4 separate regions of the Mus musculus genome follow, and all the other regions are linked to region 2. Evidence: chromatin contacts called from public Hi-C and HiChIP or PLAC-seq data. All regions are on one chromosome and are shown on one strand. Each heading gives the region's core, a stretch centred on a gene start, on an enhancer-like site or on the middle of the called end of the contact. The rest is flanking DNA. Distances are from core to core; before and after follow the strand shown.

Region 1 (3,056 bases), core at 350-2,849, 480 kb before region 2:
AGCAAACTGAGGCAGGAGGATCAGAAACTTAAGGTCATCCTTAGGTGCATAGCCTGAGCTACATGAGACCCTATCAGAAAAAGAAGTACAAATAGATACATTTGGCAATAATCAAATACTTTTACTCCTGGCGCTATTTTTTTTCTTGTACTATCAACATTTTAGAGTGGGCAAGGTCCCACCCACCCCCCTTGCCCTTAGGGAGAGTGGTGTTTGTTTTATTATGTTTTGTGGAAAGAGCTTCCCTGTTTCCTTTTGGCTTTTGTCAGTGCCTTTTGTCTTCTGTTTGGGGCTATTTTGAAGAAAGCTATTATAAATAAGTTGGTAAAATCTTTCTTATGAATGTGTTTGCATTTCCATTGGGTAAATGTCTAGAAATGAGAGTGCTGGATTGCATGGCGGATGCTTATTTAACGTGCCGCAGGGGTCTGCACTGTGGGACCGAACCCCTGCTACGTTGTTTGTATTGTCATCTGTGAAGCCATCATCAGGCGGTCCTGTGGGGTTGCCGTATCTCACCTGTGAAACCATTATCCGGGCTGGCTTGTGAGGTTGCTGGTCTCTCTTACTCTTGTGATAATGAATACCTCATTTTGAGTTTCATCTTCATTTCCAGCCCAGAGATTCTTACCTCTTTCCAGGTGCTATTCGGTTGGTTTGGGTTTGGGTTTCTCTTCGTTTGCAAGGCGTCTGTTTAGTGATTGGTTGTAGGATCCCTGGTACCCACCACCACCAGGTATGCCTCAAGCGTGAGGTTTCACTGCAGACCTGAAACTGAGAAACCTTCTGCCATCTGCATAAATTTGATCTATATCTCAGAAACATGAAATGTGTCCCTATGTTTCCTGATTTTTTTTTTCTTCCCTGTGATGCTCAGAGTGTTTTCCAATGCTGATAATTAGCAGAGATTCAGAACTCCCTCAGTTTTCTTTGGGGTAGCTTTCCAGTACTTTCGCCTTTCCAGGGGATGAGACCAGTGCTTCTTTCCATTGTTGATGTAACTCTGCAGGAACCTGTCCCATCTGGAATTCTTGAGACACCTTTTCAATTCGTACCCAGGGATATTTCCTGGTGAGACTTCTAAATGCAGTCATTTCTTCTGCATGCTTCTTTTTTTGTTTGTTTGATGCTTTTTTGTTTTTGTTTTGTTTCATTTTTACTTTGCTCCACAAAACAGTATCTTTACTTATTTTTTTTTAATTAAGTGTTCAATACAGAAATATTATTTTCCCATTCTGGCCTTCTGATCATGGAACTTAAAATTTTCCTTTTAGTTGCAGTGGAAAGAATGGGATTCAGGCACTTTGCTTTTAGAATCTGTCAAGGGGGGGCATTGTTTGCTAAGGTGCTGTTTTCTAGCCCGTCCCACTCAGGGAAGCAGGCAAGATGTAGCTCTGGGAGTCTGGGACCTGCTTCTGACCAGGAGGCAAGAACAGTGGTAGCCAGGTGTTTTCTTACTGCGAATTGAAACAGGAACACAGTGGCTCCTTCTCAGATGGAGAGAGGCACTAGCCCCTGTGCAGAGCTGTGTTCAAAGTGCCTTAGAGACAGGAACAGCTTTTGGGGAGGCCACTAAGTGCCACCTCCCTAAGATGGAGCACAGTCCTTTTGGAACAAGGCCATTCCACTGTAGGCTAGAAGCGCGCGAGAGACTGAGTTATATCCTACCAGAAAGCAAACATCACAGCCACCACATTTTCGTACAGTACCGGGATTTTGTGTATCAGACCTGGAGTCTGGGTTGCAGTGGTTCTCACTTCAAAGAGGGAACAGTCTGAGCTGTGATGAGCATAACTGCAAGGGATTAAAGTGCTTTAAATGCATAAATTTCTAATGACACTAAAAATAAAAACAAAACACACACCACATTCCAGTAAATGGAAAACTCTACAAAGCAAAAGTCTGTCTAAAATAGAAATCACAAAGCAGAAGAAGTGGGAGTGGGGGTGTTTGAGCAATTTAGAATTTAAAAGAAACTCAAAACACATGTGACTCCATCCGTTGTTATTCTGGAGCCAACTGTGGAATCTGACAAGCATCAGTTGTTAAAACACTGTGTAAGTAGCCTAGAAGCTTGAGTTACTAACTGGATATTAGATGATAGTGAATATTATTAATAGTTTAGGTATTCTCATGGCTTTGTGGGTTAATTTTTTTTTAAAAATCTATTATTTATTTATTTACACTCCAGATTTTATTCCCCTCCCAGTCCACCCTCCGGCTGTTCCATATCACATACCTCCTCCCCATGCACTGTCTCCACGAGGATGTCCCCACCCCACCAGACCTCTAAACTCCCTGGGGCCTTCAGTATCTTGAGGATTCGATGCATCATCTCTGACTGATGAGACCTGGCACTCCTCCACTGTATATGTGTTGGGGGCCTCATATCAGCTGGTGTATGCTGCCTGGTTGGTAATACAGTGTTTGAGAGATCTTGGGGGTCCTGGTTGAGACTGCTGGTCCTCCTACCGGATTGCCCTCCTTCTCAGCTTTTTCCAGCTTTCCCCTAGTTCAACCACAGGGGTCAGCAGCTTCTGTCCATTGGTTGGGTGCAAATATCTGCATCTGACTCTTTTAGCTGCTTGTTGTGTCTTTCAGAGGACAGTCACGATAGGTCCCTTTTTGTGAGCACTCCATAGCCTTAGTAATAATGTCAGGCCTTGGGACCTCTCCTTGAGCTGGATCCCACTGCTGGACTTTCTTTTTCTCAGGCTCCTCTCCATTTCTACCCCTGCAGTTCTTTCAGACAGGGGCAATTATGGGTCAGAGTTTTGACTGTGGAATGGCAACCCCATCCCTCACTTGATGCCCCGTCTTTCTGCTGGAGACATGTTGATTGACATATTCGAAACATCTTTGAAATAACAAGAATGGATGTACTCCAAAACTGACCTATGGCAGGAATTTGAGTAAAACAATAACGAGTGTGTGCTGTCAGGTTGTTGTGTTTGGTTTTGAGTTGGGGTAGACGGGGTGATTGAGTCAGGGGCTTTGCGCATGCTAAGCAAGTATAAATACATCCCCAGTTGGCCATTTTTATTAATGGATAATAA
Region 2 (3,358 bases), core at 206-2,705:
GCCCGCCGGGAGCACGGTCATCTGGTTGCCGGTAAGGAAAAGGTTGCGCACGTAAGGCGGTAGATCCGCCGGCACCTCCAGCAGGTTGCGGTTCACGCACTTAACCGTGCGCGCCGCCTCGGAGCACTCGCACGCCGCGGGGCATCTCTCGGCTGGCGGAGGCTGCGCAGACCCCGAGGCCAGGAAGGCTGCCGGGGAGGTGGAAGACGAGGGTACCGAAGAGCTGGGGGCCGACGCGGAGACCCAACCCAGCAGCACTAGCGCCAGCCTTGCCAACCTCAGCCGTCCGTCCCCGGCGGAGGGGCCCCGGGAGCCCGCCCCAGGCATCGCGGCTCGCGGTTCCCCGGAGCTGGGACAGCGCCCGCTCCGAAGACTCGACCGCCTGGGCCCGGCGGGCGCGAGCCGGCCGCAAGCGTCGACGGCAAACTTTCCTCGCGTGGGAGCAGAGGAGGGGACGCCAAAAGCTGGAACTTGGCTAACCCCGAGCCACCGGGCGTCCCCCTCCCGGAGCGGCACCCCGCCCTTCCCTCCAGTGAGTACGCACGGCGGGTCGGGACACGGGCCTTGGCGCTCCTCCTCCCGCCGCAGCTGGGGTGGGTGGCACCTCCTCAACTCCTTTGTTGGCGCCTCTCTCAGGGCAGGATCGGATGAGCGACCTGGGACAAGCGGGAGAGAAGCGTGAGGAGGAGTGACGGCCGCAGCTCCCCGAGTACGAACCAAGTAGTCCCCACACTAGCAACCCGGCCCAAGCTTCTGTGTGCGTCCTTCCTCCCTAGTGGGACGCGGTCCCCACTCCCAGGCGCTAAGCCTACCTCTTCCGGGCCCACACCATCAGGACCCGGGCCACCTCCCGCCTGGCTCCTGCCCGGATTGCCCTCCTCCCGCCTAGAACTTCACGCAGACCCCGCGGTGTCCAGCGAGCAAACTTCTCCTTTTTCCGGATCCCAGCTCCTACCGCCCCGGCCGACCACCTGCCTTCCGGGGTCCCCGCCCCCGCCGCTCCTCCCCCTCCCACCTTGGGATGAGAGCGAAGTTTCGGGTTACGGGACTCTTAAGAGCTTTTTTTTTTTTTTGGTACCTCCTTGGATTAGTGTGAAAAGGGGAGCAGAGCCGTACAGCTGTCGCCTACTCTCGACTCCCCAGTTCCTGGCCACCCAGCTCCCCGATCCCGAGAGGATCCAGACATCTCCAGAAAAACGGAGGGAACCCGCCAACAAAGCGGCCGTGGGACCGTGGGCGGTGTGGCAGCCAGGACCCCCCCCCCCCCGGCTCTCTTCACGCCCTAGTATAGAAAGGAACCCTGGTCCCGCCTCCAGGCTCCAAACCTGGCCGCTCGGTCCCCACTGCTCACCTCCGCACCCCGCGCCTGCAAAGCCAACTCCGAGGGCCACCCGAGTCCACGCGCCTTCCCAGCTCCTGCTGCGGGCGCCGACTCTCCTCTCAACCCCAGCCCCTGGCCCAACCTCCACGGCTGGGAAAAACCAAGCCGGGGGGCGGGGGAGGGCCAGGGCTGCAGGAGAGATCGCCGCCGCGCTGGCCACCTCTGCTGCCCCAGGTAGGGGCTTCAGGGAGGGATACGAGGGGCAACCTAGGCTGGGCGACTCCCCTAGGCGGAGATAAATGAGCAACGCATCCCGAGAAGGTGAGGGATTCCCCTTCTGTTCCCCCTCCCCGGCATCCTTTGGTGGTTCCGTATTTTGCATAGCGTATTTACCTCGGACAGAAACAAAACCGCTGGTGGACCTCTTGGAATTCACGCTGCTTCTGGCACCGCTGGCAGTGAGGAGAGGGATTTAAGCGTGAGCAAAGCAGCAGTAGAAGAAGGAGCTGCACAGGTTACATCCGCCGCGGCAAACGCCTGGGTTGTGAGGGAGATTCAGAAAGTCTCCTCTCTCGTGGCTCGGTTTGGCTGGCAACTTCAGTTTATGAGGTAGTTAGTTAATGCCTTCCTACCTGTGCCGCCCCCGCACGTCTAGGGTAGTTATCAAACTTGTAAAGACAGTCAACTTTAAAGTGGGGGAGGGTTACTGGAAAGGACACTCATTCTTGATTCATTATGGGTGGTTTTTTCCCCCCTCCTCTCAAAATTAAAACCAGAGGGAAGAAAATTGCAGCTAAAACACCCCAGAAACAAAAGCAAATTGCAAAGACGTGAGTCACCCGGAAAGCTCCCTACACCAGATGCGGTGCGTTGTGTCAGCACAAGTCACTTACGCAGGGAGCGCTCGCGGCGGGAGGTGGGCGGGCTGACCTGGGAAAGAAGTTTGTCCCAAAGTCTGTCTCCCAGGGGGCGCTGGCAGGCGCCGGATGATGGATTAGGGAAACGACTGGAATGCTTATAGGACCAATGTCATTAAGTCTGGAGAGAGTTGGAGTCCCGAACGCCCTCTCATTGCTCTCTCAAAAAGTCTTATCTGCTTTTCCTCAGTCAAATTTTCCCCAAGTTAAAAGGTGTGGGTGATTACAGACTATTTCATTTTAGAGAGAGAAACGATAGGAGAGATAAGGCTGGGAAAAAGAAGACCCAGTATAATAAAAGTATCAAGTTAAGGAAGCCGGGGATTGTTCCCCACAACATGCATCATGACTGTGGCGGTCCAATTCTGAGTCTATGGCTGTTTCTTTCTGTGGAAAGATAGTCCACAGAAACACCAGCCAAAATGGCCCAGGAAAAAAAGCTGCAGAGCCTGGAGACTGCAGAGATTTGTGCAAAAAGACAGTTTCATTAATTTGCATCTTCAGCACATTTATCTAAATCCCTTTCTCTTATTTTTAAAAGTGTTTTGCAGTATAAATGTGAAAAGCTTTGAGGGGAAAAAAAAACCGACTCAGAAGCTGAAGTCATATGTATGGCAATCATGACGATGGTTATGTAAACCCATACACGTGCTAAAACTCGTAAGACTGTACGCCGAAAAGGGCAATTTTACTGCCTACGTTTGTAGTAAAGTAAATGGCACGGGAAGAATTTTTCTGATCTTCTGGTGTGGTCTTAAATGGTTCTGTCAAAAGAGCAAGTGCTCTTGTGACCTAGCTTTTTAGCATTAAAAAAAAAAAAAAAAAAAAAAAAGTATTCTCATCTCATCTCAACATATACCTCAGAGGCAAGATACACTGTAGCATTGGGACGATCGTCCTGAATCCTTCCTGTTCAGCTTGCCAAACAAGCAAGCAAACAAACAAACAAAAAAGACTATGAGCTAGTGTGATCTGGGGTCAAATGTTTTCTACTTGCCTAGTCATGCCACTTAATAACAATTACCCAATTTTACTCTGCATATCACAACCAAGATAAATCTTCTCACCAGATTTACCCATGAGAAAGCAGGCATGCTGGTATAGAACAATGTCAAGTGGA
Region 3 (3,218 bases), core at 17-2,516, 340 kb before region 2:
CTCAGTTCCTACTAGAAAAGAAGCACTCTTCTTCATCAATAGAGGCACTCAGAGAAGTATGAACTCATTCTTCATCAATAGAGGCACTCAGAGAAGTATGAACTCATTCTTCATCAATAGAGGCACTCACAGAAGTATGAACTCGTAAAGCACAACACATGGTTTGGCACGTAAGCAGCACTGGAGAAAATAAAAGTTTTGTTGTTTGCAGTATTTAGCAAACTGTCCACATGTGTGATTTCCCTAGTGTTTGTGTGGCCAGATTCAATTTGAGTATATTAAAAAGATGGGAACGAAGTTCTTAGAAAATCCCCAGACTGAGAGAAAAAGTCATTACCAATGATGGTGATCTGTCAAATTTAGGGAGTTAGCATAATTGGCAATGTTGTGTTTAAAAATATCCAGCTCCTTCCAACTGCTTTTGGACTTTTGGGTCCCGTTCCTTCACCTCTTGCCTCTGCATGTCAGCCCGATGGAGCTGTTATTTCCTGCAGGGATCCTAGCCTTCCATTTCTTTCGTTGTCTTAAGCCTCCCTCGCCTGCTGTGTTCTTCTCCACTCATTAACGTCTAACCCATCCTTCAAAACATCAGTTCCTGCGTCTTCCCACCTCTGTACAGCCTTTGAGACCGCGCACACACCGTGGTCTTCCTCCATGCCAGATCTTTTATCTCATTTCTTCCTGTAATTATTTTGTATAATCTATTTGTGCACTTGATTGTTTTTCTATCAGATCTAAACATCTTGAATGCCCCATAATGCTTAGTGTACAACCTTTCATATCCTGAGTCGCTGAAGCCATTTACTGAGATGGAAGTCAACTTTATAACCTAATGTTTATTTTGAAAACTTCTGCCCAGGATGTCAGGATTGAGTGCAACCATTTCTGCGCTGGCAGTAGGTACTACAAGTGAAACAGGATTGAATAGCAGTCTGCTCTCCTGTAGATAACTCTACATTCCCTCAGAGAGAGAGAGTGCAGGGGCATCCGAACGGGGCACTGGTTGCAATACTGTCTCAGGTTCTGATAAGTATATCTCAACATTGACATTGATCATTGATACAGTCAGAGGACAGTGTCTTGACAGGGTAAAGGGCCTCTTCTAAATGAAGAGAGCCGAAAGCAGAGAGTGCACAGCCTGCATGGGGATTTCTTTGCCTTTACATATTTGAAGAGTTGTCATGGTGATAGTGAGGGGTGAGACACTGAAATGCTTCAGAGGACAAAGCTAGGACCAGTGGGTGGCAATTACCAGGGGCCAGATTTCAGCCCAATATTAGCAACTCTAATAACTGTGGCTATTCATCAGTGGAAAGAGCTGCCCTCCACAATGGTAAGCGCCACAGCAGGATGCATAGGCTGGATAATCTTCTAGCTCTGGGAGTATTGGGTGAGAGGTTGCGTTTCATGACCCCCAAAGACCTCTTCATCCCAAAGATTAATTGATTTTATGGAAATCTGTATTTGGGCTAAGGATACTGGGATAAATACCCTGCTGGGTGTTGTGTTTTGAATGCAGTCTGAGCTAGGGATGACACAGTCAAGGGTTCATTGTGTTGTGATTCCCCAAAAGAACGAGCTAAGGTTTTATTTGGGGGTCTGTCAAATCCGTTCTGTTTGCTTTTCCTGGTTTCATAGCTTAAGTGCAAAGAGGCCCTAGCTGGGTTTCCGAACTTGGTGTTAGACCACACTGTATTCTCATAGGTCATTTCCTGCGGGTTCCATCTTTGCATCAGCATTTCCAAGCTGTGCTTGCTGCAAGGGTTGTTGCTAGGGTTGTTTTTCTAGGCTTTGATAATTAATTCAGTGATGGACATGCTCTGCGTGCCAGGGAGGAAGAGCTATTTATCATCTTGTACAAACCTGAGTTTCCAGAGTGACTTAACAGTTTTCAAATGCTTTCTACACACTCGTGGATTGCTAGCTGGCTCCATGCGTTAGATGTAGTCCTGGGTGTTCATAAGTCAAAACACTGCAGGGTTGTGTTGACTGGAAGGATCTCTTCTTACCTCCTGTTCTGTCTCTTGATAGCAATTCTGTTATTGATAAAGACCATACTTGCTTCTTCAAAGTGAGGAATATTCATTATTTCTTAAGTTTTCTTCTTTTTTTTTTAAGTTTTCTTTAACAAATTTTATGATTTGATCGTTTCATACATGTGTATAATACACATTAGTGGTTTCTGTCTGACTCCCTTTTTCTCCTAATGAATGCCTTCTTCCCAACAAGTCTTGTGCTTTTCTTTTCTTTTCTTTTCTTTTCTTTTCTTTTCTTTTCTTTTCTTTTCTTTTCCTTTCCTTTCCTTTCCTTTCCTTTCCTTTCCTTTCCTTTCCTTTCCTTTCCTTTCCTTTCCTTCCCTTCCCTTCCCTTCCCTTCCCTTCCCTTCCCTTCCCTTCCCTTCCCTTCCCTTCCCTTCCCTTCCCTTCCCTTCCCTTTCCTTTCTTTTCTTTTCTTTTTGATTTTTTTATTATATATTTTCTTTATTTACATTTCAAATGTTATCCCCTACCCTGGTTCCCCCTCCCCCTGCTTCTTTAAGGGTGTTCCCCCCCCCCCCCACCCACCCACTCCCATTTCCCTGTCCTGGCATTCCCCTACACTGGGGCATCAAGTCTTCACAGGACCAAGGGCCTCTCTTCCCAATGATATCTGACAAGGCCATTCTCTGCCACATATGTGGCTGGAGCCATGGGTTGGTCACTCTGTGTTATATGTGGTTCCCTCTCATCATATGCACTTATACCTGGTGCTGGCTGAACCATCTTGTCAGAGATTCACCTATTCCTGCTCAGCCTTGCTGTCAGACAATCTGCACTAGATTCCTTCTAATTCAGCACAATCAGGTTGATAAGGAGCATTTCCTAATTCTAATCTAAAGGAAAACAACCTCCAATCTCCAGCCCTAACGTAGGCTCGTCTCTGGATTCCCTCTTGAGTTGATTTCAAACCAATTGGGTTTGTTCTGGGATCCTGGAGTATCTTGGGACACTTGGAAGCAGGAAGCGGCTTTAATTTATAAGTAAACACAAAGTTAACAGCCCTCTGCTAGATGCGTTTCCTCTCTGCTCTCCACCTGCAGCACCCGCAGTGTCATGGCATGGTTGTCTTCAGCTCTTATTTAATACTTTTCTGATGAATTAGTGTTCCGATTCAATTAAATCAAACAATCCAGTAAAAACTGAGATAATTTAAACTATGGAAGAATTTTCTACTAACCA
Region 4 (3,067 bases), core at 250-2,749, 320 kb before region 2:
TCCAACTCTGTGAGTACAGCAGGACAGTCCAACCTATGCAAATAAGCCAGGGTGGTATGCCACATCAACAGAAAGAGGGGTAAAAGGGTAGAATCAGCTTAGTGAATGTAGCAGAATTATAGAATAACATTCAGTATATACATAAATGTATATATGTGTATAATGGAAATTCAGATTTAAAAAATTAGAAATTCACTGGGCATAGTGATGCTGCCTATAATTCCTTGAAACCCTACAGAGAACAAGAATAAGAAAGAGGAGGGAAGAGGGAGGAGAGAAGGAGAGGTGAGGGAGGGAGGAAGAGAGAGGCGGGGCTTGATTTTTTTCCTTTGCTAATATCATTGGGATTCATTATCTTCAAAGGGCTCTTGGGCTTTTCTTGAATGGAAAACCAAAGTCTTGGGAAGCTGATTTTTTTTTTTTTATGTATTAAAAATGTGCCAGGTGTGGTGGCGCATGCCTTTAATCCCAGCACTCGGGAGGCAGAGGCAGGCAGAGTTCTGAGTTCGAGGCCAGCCTGGTCTACAAAGTGAGTTCCAGGATAGCCCGGGTTATACAGAGAAACCCTGTCTAGAAAAAACAAAACAAAACAAAAAATGTATTAGATTCTGACCGCATCGCTAATGTGGCCATACATATAGGAGCCTGCCTATTTGACCAAGACACCTCTAGCCTCTTATAGAGTATGTGTGTTGGAGGGAGCCAGAAGAAAAGAGGCATAATGCATAATCCAATCAGTGGCTGCTCACAAGCCAACTCTGCTGTACACAAGCCCACGATGTTAGCTTTAGTCTCAACCCCCCTGCCAGATGACAGCTTGTTAGAATCTGAAATCCATACATTTTTGTTGTTGATGTTGAAAGATTCGGTGTTCATCAGTTGTCCTTGGAATCAAACATTTCAGCAGTTTGATTTGTGATTTGTACACACTGGTGTTTCAATCATGCAATGCTGATTTGAGATGCAGCGACAGCGAGCATCTCTGACTGCGGTCTGTAATGAAGTGCCTGTATAATTTATGATTGCCAGTTCTTGAAATCTCCCTAAAACCTTTGCTTACACTAGGACCCAGGTGCCTAAAGGCCTCAAAAAACAAAACAAAACAAAGAAACAAACAAAACAACACACACACACACACACACACACACACACACACACACAAAACCCCAAAACAAAACAAATCAAACAAATCAAAACCCTTCTGGATCCTTTTTCTTATGGGTGGTATCAGGTAAGATATGATATCTGAACCAGATTGTATGTGAAACTTTACACACTCCTAGAGTTAAAATCAAATTTAAAATTCCACCACTGTGCAGGAGAGTGTTAGTTTATCTAAAAAGCCTTTATAGTTCCCCTTGTTTGCCCCTCTTCTTTTGAGGCAGGAGCACATGTGAGCATGAGTGATGTCAAAGGCTGAGGGAGACATGAGTAGAAGTACTTGTATCACTTCCTTAACCCCCCCCCCCCACCTGCTCACTGGTGTGGGAAGAGAGGGATTTAAGCAGCAGCAAGGGACAGTCCATGTGAGGAGGTGAGCTGCCTCTACCTGTTTCTCTATGTGGTGCAGAAGTACTGATTTAAATTCATTTGAGCATCAGAGGTGAGATTCTCAAAAGAAAGATTATCAACCTGCCTATTTATTAAAGAAAAAAAAAAAGTACCCAGCAGGCTGAGCCTGAACTTGCTTAAAATGTACACAGCTCAGAGGAAGCCATGCTGAACCGAATCACTGCTGCTTGAGAGACCACGTGGGCTTGGTTATTATTGTCAGCATGCTCCATCAGCTGAGGGACACTGTTCCCTCCTCTGGCCTTCTGCTCCACTGGCTTGTGGCCATTCTCCACTCTCAAGGTTAAGCTATGAGCTAGAGTGTGATCAGAAGCCTGATCGTGTAAGCTTCTTTTCCTGGGGATCCTGAATAGTGTTGTTCAATGATTCAAGCTGTTTTCCACCTACCCAGTAAATAAACCTGACCTTCATATTCTCACCCATCTTTACATTATCCAGCCTCAGTTTCCATATGAATTAATTAGATGAAACAATCAAATTCTATCAAATTCCATCTCTAACATGCTCAGAATGACTCTTTATGAGCATACTTAATGACTCGTTTTGGAAAATTCTTTTTACAACCTATTTTATTTGATACACCTGATAACTTCGCTTAAACACTTGTGTGCATGTGTGTGTGTGTGTGTGTGTGCGTGTGTATTTGTCTATAAACTATATACTTGCTTTGCCATGTATTTGTCTCTGAACATCTTTCTGTGATATTACCTAGAAACAAAGAGGGAGAATCTGCTGTAGTAGCTCCCCCCTCCCCCCCATGTGTGTGTGTGTGTGTGTGTGTGTGTGTGTGTGTGTGTGTGTGTGTGTATATGTAAACAAAGAGAAATCCAAGCTCACAGGTTACAAAATTTAAACCATAGACAAGGGATGGAACTTATACTGAGTGTGATTGTGAAGGGATTTTTATGAGTTGGAAGAGAAAAAGGAACCATCTCCATAAAGTTCAGAGCATCTTGTGAAAGATTGGGAGCAGAGTAGAAGGGGGACCTCCAACTTAAGGAGAAGGGCATCTGATGATTCAGGGAAGATGGAGATGGATGCAGTGTGGATGTAACTCTTTCTGGAGGAGACCCAGTCTTCCCTTCTGTAGTAGGAAGGAAAATAGCCCCTCCATAGAGCCTGTGCTCTGATCCCTGGAATCTGTGGACATACTAACTTCATGGCAAGGGGACTTCCTCAGACGTGGCTAAAGTTACCTAGATAAGATCATTCTAGTCACTGAGGCCTTAAAATGAGAGACACTTTCCAAGGCATATCCAGTGGAAGAGATGGGATCAGGGAGAAAGAGTGAGATTGATGAGTTTCTTCTGGTTTTTATGATGGAGGAAGGAGCCATCAGCCAAAGGATTGCTGGAAACTGTAGGATACAAGGAAACATGCCTTCCCCAAAGCTTCCAAAAAGGAATATAGCCCTACAAAGAACTTGATTTAGTGGATTAGACTTCTAACGTATAGATGTATAGAGTAAGTTTGTTATTTTTAAAAAATATAAAAT

The links. Hi-C and Micro-C count contacts between places; a contact is called where the count stands out from the background. HiChIP or PLAC-seq counts read pairs in DNA pulled down with a chosen protein or histone mark.
Region 1: a contact with region 2 is called in an H3K4me3 HiChIP or PLAC-seq map of forebrain, with 9 times the contacts expected there. The contact joins the enhancer-like site here to the promoter of Tpbg in region 2. A contact is called at or near these places in 13 of 39 promoter capture datasets (the 3T3-L1 cell line, 3T3-L1-derived adipocytes, the C10 cell line and 10 more), 2 of 484 Hi-C or Micro-C datasets (nephron progenitors and urothelial organoids), 15 of 115 datasets of contacts at active chromatin or transcription factors (astrocytes, craniofacial prominence, embryonic brain and 10 more) and 1 of 9 other capture datasets (adipose tissue).
Region 3: a contact with region 2 is called in an H3K4me3 HiChIP or PLAC-seq map of neural tube, with 4 times the contacts expected there. The contact joins the enhancer-like site here to the promoter of Tpbg in region 2. A contact is called at or near these places in 5 of 39 promoter capture datasets (the 3T3-L1 cell line, cranial neural crest, liver and 2 more), 1 of 484 Hi-C or Micro-C datasets (cerebellar granule neurons), 13 of 115 datasets of contacts at active chromatin or transcription factors (the NIH/3T3 cell line, astrocytes, craniofacial prominence and 10 more) and 2 of 9 other capture datasets (embryonic trunk and liver).
Region 4: a contact with region 2 is called in a Hi-C map of cerebellum, with 1.5 times the contacts expected there. The contact joins the enhancer-like site here to the promoter of Tpbg in region 2. A contact is called at or near these places in 7 of 39 promoter capture datasets (the 3T3-L1 cell line, cranial neural crest, embryonic stem cells and 3 more), 2 of 484 Hi-C or Micro-C datasets (cerebellar granule neurons and cerebellum), 11 of 115 datasets of contacts at active chromatin or transcription factors (the NIH/3T3 cell line, embryonic hindbrain, embryonic limb bud and 6 more) and 2 of 9 other capture datasets (liver and pancreatic islet).

Annotation. Positions count from the first base shown.
Region 1 is chr9:86,323,909-86,326,964 of GRCm38.p6, reverse strand. The region is part of intron 9 of Ube2cbp (ubiquitin-conjugating enzyme E2C binding protein); the gene reads left to right. Among named protein-coding and RNA genes, the nearest start is that of Ube2cbp, 140 kb to the left of the region's middle. Within about 2 kb of position 1,599, at least 7 of the 459 cell types and tissues checked have an H3K27ac peak or open chromatin away from gene starts, as enhancers often do.
Region 2 is chr9:85,840,949-85,844,306 of GRCm38.p6, reverse strand. Tpbg (trophoblast glycoprotein) reads right to left here and starts at 1,455. Exons shown (of 2, transcript NM_001164792.1): 1 at 1,352-1,455; 2 at 1-656. The coding sequence starts at 327. It overlaps LOC115487186 (a long non-coding RNA gene), which reads left to right and starts at 627. Exons shown (of 2, transcript XR_003948199.1): 1 at 627-709; 2 at 1,092-2,965.
Region 3 is chr9:86,185,314-86,188,531 of GRCm38.p6, reverse strand. No RefSeq gene overlaps it. Among named protein-coding and RNA genes, the nearest start is that of Ube2cbp, 280 kb to the left of the region's middle. RefSeq lists an enhancer at 156-2,223. Within about 2 kb of position 1,266, at least 13 of the 459 cell types and tissues checked have an H3K27ac peak or open chromatin away from gene starts, as enhancers often do. A contact at or near this core is called in astrocytes, neural stem cells and neural tube, where this site is marked.
Region 4 is chr9:86,165,288-86,168,354 of GRCm38.p6, reverse strand. No RefSeq gene overlaps it. Among named protein-coding and RNA genes, the nearest start is that of Ube2cbp, 300 kb to the left of the region's middle. Within about 2 kb of position 1,499, at least 4 of the 459 cell types and tissues checked have an H3K27ac peak or open chromatin away from gene starts, as enhancers often do. A contact at or near this core is called in cerebellar granule neurons and cerebellum, where this site is marked.